Regions from separate parts of the Mus musculus genome. Here region 1 is linked to region 2. A link is a contact called in public ChIA-PET data. All regions are on one chromosome and are shown on one strand. Each heading gives the region's core, a stretch centred on a gene start, on an enhancer-like site or on the middle of the called end of the contact. The rest is flanking DNA. Distances are from core to core; before and after follow the strand shown.

Region 1 (2,962 bases), core at 73-2,572, 210 kb before region 2:
TCTGGACTACATAACAAACAGAGATCTAGTTGAACCCCAGCATCTGTCTGCCTCTGCTTCCACACAGCAGACACAGTGTGGCCAGCCACTTCACACTCCTGCTTGTATGCCTTTGCCACGATGCACTGTATCCCAACTGTAAGTCAAAATAGACCTTCTTCTATTTCTTCTCCTTCCTTTTTCTTTTTTTTCTTTTGAGACAGGGTCTCACTAGGTAGCCCTGGCAGGCAGGTCTGGAATTAATTCACAATATAGACCAAGCTGCTCCCAGACTCACAGAGGTGTGAGCCACCATGCCTCCTAGCTTTAAGTTGCTTCTGACCAGGTGTTAGGTCTCAGCAATGAGAAAAGTAATTTGCATATGTCTTTACAGGAAGTGAGCACAGACATTCTGAAACCACAGCAAAGCCTTTCTTGGTCTGCATGCACATCCCTAGATCGAGGGGGGTGGGGGGACCAGGATAAATTGTGATTGTCTATACCTAAGGCTTAGTGCCTTAGAGCCTAGGGCACAATTGGTTTTCCCCCAAACTGCTAGGAGGCAGCTGAGGTCTCTACTGAGAGAAGGGCACTGATGGAGGGGTGTAGTGCCTCTCTCCATGCCCACTGCTGGGTGATGGTAGGCAATGTCTCTTACCCCCTCCTCACTGGACACTGGCCCAGGAGGTGGGCTTTCCTGCTCCTCCAAAGCCTGTAGGTACTTACCTCTTTTCCCTAGAAAGTGTCTCCCAGCAGGATGTGCTGGCATGTGTCTTTAATGTCAGTACTTAGGAGGCAGAGGCAGGTGGATCTCTGTGAGTTCAAGATCAGCCTGGTCTAGATAGTATGTTCTGGCAAGGGCTACATAGACCGGTTTCAAGGGGGAAAAAAAAAAGAAAAAAGAAAATATGAAAATGTCTTCTAGCCTAGGTCCACGGTACTGATCTGAAAACCCTGGCCTGAGAGTCAGGTTAGGTCTCAGAGTTTGAATGACATTTCTGACATCTTCTTAGCTGGGTGATTATTTATTTATTTATTTACCAAGGTATTGGGCCTCAGCTTTCCCATTTGTAAAACGGGGGCATGCCAATATCTTCCCCGCAGGGCTCCTATGACTATTCGGTTGGATTAGCTAAAGCATGGCGGCACTTAGTGTACTGCACTCAGAAAGTGGCTTCTGTCCTAACAACTGTGCTTTATGGACTAGCGTAAAACATAAATTCATCAGTGAGTAGGCTGGATGGAGCAAATGGAAGAAGGAGATGGAGTTCCCATGGTGTTGTTTGCTGCCTCTGCCAACCACTCTGGTGACATGTGATATGTGATGAGCAAGGCCCTTGACGTGACATGCCTCTTGTTTCTCGTCCTTTGGTTTTCCCCAGTGCATGCTGGGGGCCGGCCCACATCCTGAACATTCTGTGAAGCTCGGTTGGTTAAGAAACCTCACTGCCCAGCTGCAAAGCACCTTCGCTTTCCGCCTGTCTGGCCCCTTCAGCTGCCTACGGCCAAATGCAAAGGAGCCTTGCTAGAGAGCAGCAGCAGCTGCTGCCTTCTTGCCGGTCTGCCTGTGCCTCTCCACTCCCCCCGCCCCCACCCTGTGGTTTGCATTCTAGAAGCATCTGCCTCACACCAGGTCTTTATTGCCTTCTGTTCTCACAGCCATCTTGAGAAAGCTTAGGAAACTAAGGCTTCCAGGGGGGTTGGCATTTGTTTTGTTTGCATTCAGAGACAAGGGCTCACTATGTAGCCCAGGCTGGCCTTGAACTTGCAACCCTCCTGCCTCAGCCTCCCCTGAGCTGGGAACCCAGGTGTATACCATGCCCAAATATTTCTGTCTTTTTGCTTTCTAGATGTCATATATGAGCAGCTTCTGTCATGATGTCTCACCACAGACCCCCAAGGCAGCAGAGGCAAGCAGCCATGGACCTAAACCTCCCAGACTGTGAGCCCAAATAATCCTTTCTTCTTTTTCTGTTGATTATCATAGGCCTTCTGTCACAGCAGTGGAAAGTTGGTAGTCTGAGGTCTTTCGTAGGCCCCAGCACTGCATAAACCATACACGCTGGTGCATGCCTGCAATCCTAGCACTCTGGAGCCAGAAACAAGAGGACCAGGAATTCAAGGTTATCTTTTGCTGCATAGTGAGTTGTGAATTTAGGCTAGCCTGAGCTATATTACTGTTTTAAAACAAAAGCAAACAGGTGACTGGAGAGATGGCTCAGCAGTTAAGAGCACTGACTACTCTTCCAAAGGTCCTGAGTTCAATTTCCAGCAACCACATGGTGGCTTATAGCCATCTGTAATGGGATTTGGTGCCTTCTTTTGGTGTCTGAAGACAGCCACAGTGTACCCATAGAAATAAAATAAATACACCTTAAAAAAAAAAACCCACTGTTCTCATTTTTAAAAAGTGAAAAAAAAAAAACAACAGAAATCAAACTAACACATCTGCATCTCCCCCCACCTCAACCCCCCAATGTGTATTGCTGTTTTGTCTGCACATAAGTGTGCACCATGTGCATGCAGTTTCCACAGAAGCCAGAAGAGGGCATCAGACCACCTGGACTTACAGACAGTAGTGAGAGCTACAAGGATTGAACCCTTGTCCTCTGGAAAAACAGTCAGCTCTGTTAACCACTGAGCCATCTTTCTAACCCAGGTTCTGCATCCTTGAAAAGATTTACAATGGAAGATGCTACTCTGATGGTAGGGATGAGGGACTAGTAGGCGCATAGTCATCCCTTTTTAAGGGCAGATGGCCAACTTCATCATTTGTTTTTCTGAGTGCCCCCAACTTCTGGGCTATTCCTTGTAATTTCTTATCTATTTGGCTCTCACTCATTCAGGGAGTGGGGGATGGGGACAGGGACTGAGCTTTGCTTTCCAGGAGCAGACTCGCTTGACGGAGCACCCCTGGGTAGCACTAGGGATGCCCTGACGCTCCTTGTGAGGCTGCAGCAGCTTTTGAACTCCTTCTCCCCTA
Region 2 (2,922 bases), core at 207-2,706:
AAGGTTTTGAGGGGAAGTTTTAGGGCAGCTGTACAAATTGAGGTCAGATGTCGGATGCCATGCCTAATGGACCTGGAGGTTATTGAGCAACAAGGGTAAAGAGAGAGGTGGGGTAGAAATTTGAGCTAAAACAGGTTGAATGTCATTCTTTTTAAGAACACAAGAAACTTGAAGGCCTTGTTGAACATGTGTCAGTCCTTTTAATATGAGAGTATTGAAAAACCCTCTTGCCTTGACTTACTGACTTTAGTTTTAATTTTCTATATAAATAAAAAGACTAACATTTCATACAGGAATAGCCTCAGACTTGTTACTTAAAATTTAGTGTATTTTGCTGGAATAGCAGGTTTTTGCACCATGTTGTGTACATGATTGTCATTCTTTTGTGTGTGTGTGTGTGTATTAAAACACTTTTTTTAATTAGATATTTTCTTCATTTACATTTCAAATGCTATCCCCAAAGCCCCCTATACCATCCCCCTGCCCTGCTCCCCAACCCACCCACTCCTGCTTCCTGGCCCTGGCATTCCCCTGTACTGGGGCATATGATCTTCGCAAGACCAAGGGCCTCTCCTTCCACTGATGCCTGACTAGGCCATCCTCTGCTACATATATAACTAGAGATATATCTCTGGGGGGTACTGGTTAGTTCATATTGTTGTTCCTCATATAGGCTTGCAGACCCCTTTAGCTCCTTGGGTATTTTCTCTAGCTCCTTCATTAGGGGCCCTGTGTTCCATCCAATAGATGACTGTGAGTATCCACTTATGTATTTGCCAGGCACTGGCATAGCCTCACAAGAGACAGCTATATCAGGGTCCTGCATGATTGTCATTCTAAGGCAAGAAGTTAATGGTTTCTTACAGAACACAAACTTCAGGGTGCCATCTATAACACTTCCTCTTGCTATTCTTCCAGACCGATTGATAGGCTTGCCTGAGGGACGTGCTCGTAATCATAATCGACCCCAACAAATCCCTGTCCTGGCTGGAGTGGTCATTGAAGATGTGGCTGTTGGAGCTGAACACACACTTGCTTTGGCATCAACTGGAGATGTTTATGCCTGGGGTAGCAATTCAGAAGGGCAGGTAAATGGCATATTTGCTGCTCTTGCATACTCTAGAAATCTGACGGTGTTGTTTATTTGTAAGAGTGTCTTTGTATTTTAAAATATTAGTGTTCAGAGAATCCTTTGCTTGTGCAAGAAATCTTGTCATCCCCTGTAGTCACAGGAGTAAGGGCAGGAATGAAAATGAAGAGAATGTAAAAAGACTTCAGGTCTGTGTCCTTAGTCCTTCTGTCTATCTGTATATGGAAGAGAGACGTTGGTAGGAGATGTCTGAGAGACTGATGCTTCTACAGTGGTTTTCAGCCCACAAGCAGAGCCATCCTCACTTCCTCCCATAATCTCAGATCAGAGACCCTCTTATTCAAAGTTGTTTTAGTGAGCATTTACATTCTCCTCATACCTGCATTAGCAGATCAGGAAGTTGTGGTTGCAGTAATCTTGATGAAAGGAGAACCAATGGTGAGGAGCCTTTGGGGAATTCCCTGGTTAGGTTTTGACAAAATCTTCCTTGATGTTGAACACTTAACTGCTGCTGCTAAGAGCAGAGAATTGGAGCCATGTATATTTTATATCTGTGTACCCAGAAACCAGTGTGTCTTAAGTAAGAGTTCTGGAGAGCCTTCTTTTTTCACTTAACAAGAACTCCTACCCTTTCCAAGATACCTCTTCCAAGAATTCAAGAGTGTGACCAGTTGTTAAGACTAATGCTTTTAGGGGACAGTCTAAACTTATAAGGACTACTACTGTGATAGAGAAATCAGAATTTATTCATTCGTTTGTTTGTTTGTTTGTTTGTTTTTGTTTTTCCAGACAGGGTTTCTCTGTGTAGCCCTGGCTGTCCTGGAACTCACTCTGTAGACCAGGCTGGCCTGGAACTCAGAAATCCACCTGCCTCTGCCACCCAAGTGCTGGGATTAAAGGCATGCGCCACCACACCCGGCTGAATTTATTCGTTATTGAAGTTGATGCATGACTCAGATGTTAATAGATTTCATTGGCCTGCCTTCTGCTTCTTCAATCTCTGTGCATTTGCTTTTTTATTCTTAGCTTGGCCTAGGCCACACCAACCACGTTCGAGAACCAACCCTGGTAACAGTTCTGCAAGGGAAAAACATCCGCCAGATTTCAGCGGGCCGTTGCCACAGTGCTGCATGGACAGCCCCACCAGTCCCACCAAGAGCACCAGGTGAGACGGACCATTTGTGCTCTTCCAGCTGCTCTTCTACTTTCAGTCGTGTCGTGATGCTCTATCTGCTTGCAGTTCTCACTGCATCCAACATGTCTAAAATGCATCAAGGCTTGGAGTATTCTTTTTGCTACAAGCACCATAAATATTTCATATCATGCATTTCTTCTGCAGACTTCAGTATATAGCCAAACTTCATGCCCTCTCTTTCTCTCAGTCCTCAAAGAAATCAGCATGTTTTTTAGGCAAACAAGAATTAATTAAATTAGAGCTTCTACTAAGTATACATACACTTATATAGGTAAGTATAAATATACCTGTATCGATAAAAAGGTAGCAAATAGAACTGGCCATCCTGATCCAACTTTAATCCCAGCACTTGGAAGGCAGAGGCAAAGGGATCTATGTGAATTCCAGCCCAGCCTCATCTACATAGAAAGTTGTAGGTCAGCTAGGGCTGGTAGGAAAACCCTTTCTCAAAACACACCAATAAAAAGATGGCAGTTGCTTTGCAAGACTTACTATCACAAAGGAACTGAGGAGAGCTGGGTGGAGGTGCTTCACATCGTTAATCCCAGCACTCAGGAAGCAGTCTAGGACAGCCAAGCCTACAGAGCAAATTCCAGGACAGCCATGGCCTCATAGGAAAACCCTGTGTTGAAAAACT

The links. ChIA-PET counts read pairs in DNA pulled down with a chosen protein or histone mark.
Region 1: a contact with region 2 is called in an RNA polymerase II ChIA-PET map of memory CD8 T cells, with 47 read pairs. The contact joins two enhancer-like sites. A contact is called at or near these places in 1 of 15 datasets of contacts at CTCF or cohesin (pro-B cells), 14 of 484 Hi-C or Micro-C datasets (B cells, CD8 T cells, ECoMG myeloid progenitors and 9 more) and 4 of 115 datasets of contacts at active chromatin or transcription factors (T-cell acute lymphoblastic leukemia, embryonic stem cells, memory CD8 T cells and 1 more).

The regions. Positions count from the first base shown.
Region 1 is chr9:66,280,264-66,283,225 of GRCm38.p6, forward strand. No RefSeq gene overlaps it. Among named protein-coding and RNA genes, the nearest start is that of Gm39364, 19 kb to the right of the region's middle. Within about 2 kb of position 1,323, at least 72 of the 459 cell types and tissues checked have an H3K27ac peak or open chromatin away from gene starts, as enhancers often do. A contact at or near this core is called in B cells, CD8 T cells and memory CD8 T cells, where this site is marked.
Region 2 is chr9:66,491,040-66,493,961 of GRCm38.p6, forward strand. It overlaps Herc1 (HECT and RLD domain containing E3 ubiquitin protein ligase family member 1), which reads left to right. Exons shown (of 78, transcript NM_145617.3): 69 at 919-1,088; 70 at 2,117-2,255. Among named protein-coding and RNA genes, the nearest start is that of Fbxl22, 22 kb to the right of the region's middle. Within about 2 kb of position 1,457, at least 28 of the 459 cell types and tissues checked have an H3K27ac peak or open chromatin away from gene starts, as enhancers often do. A contact at or near this core is called in B cells, CD8 T cells and memory CD8 T cells, where this site is marked.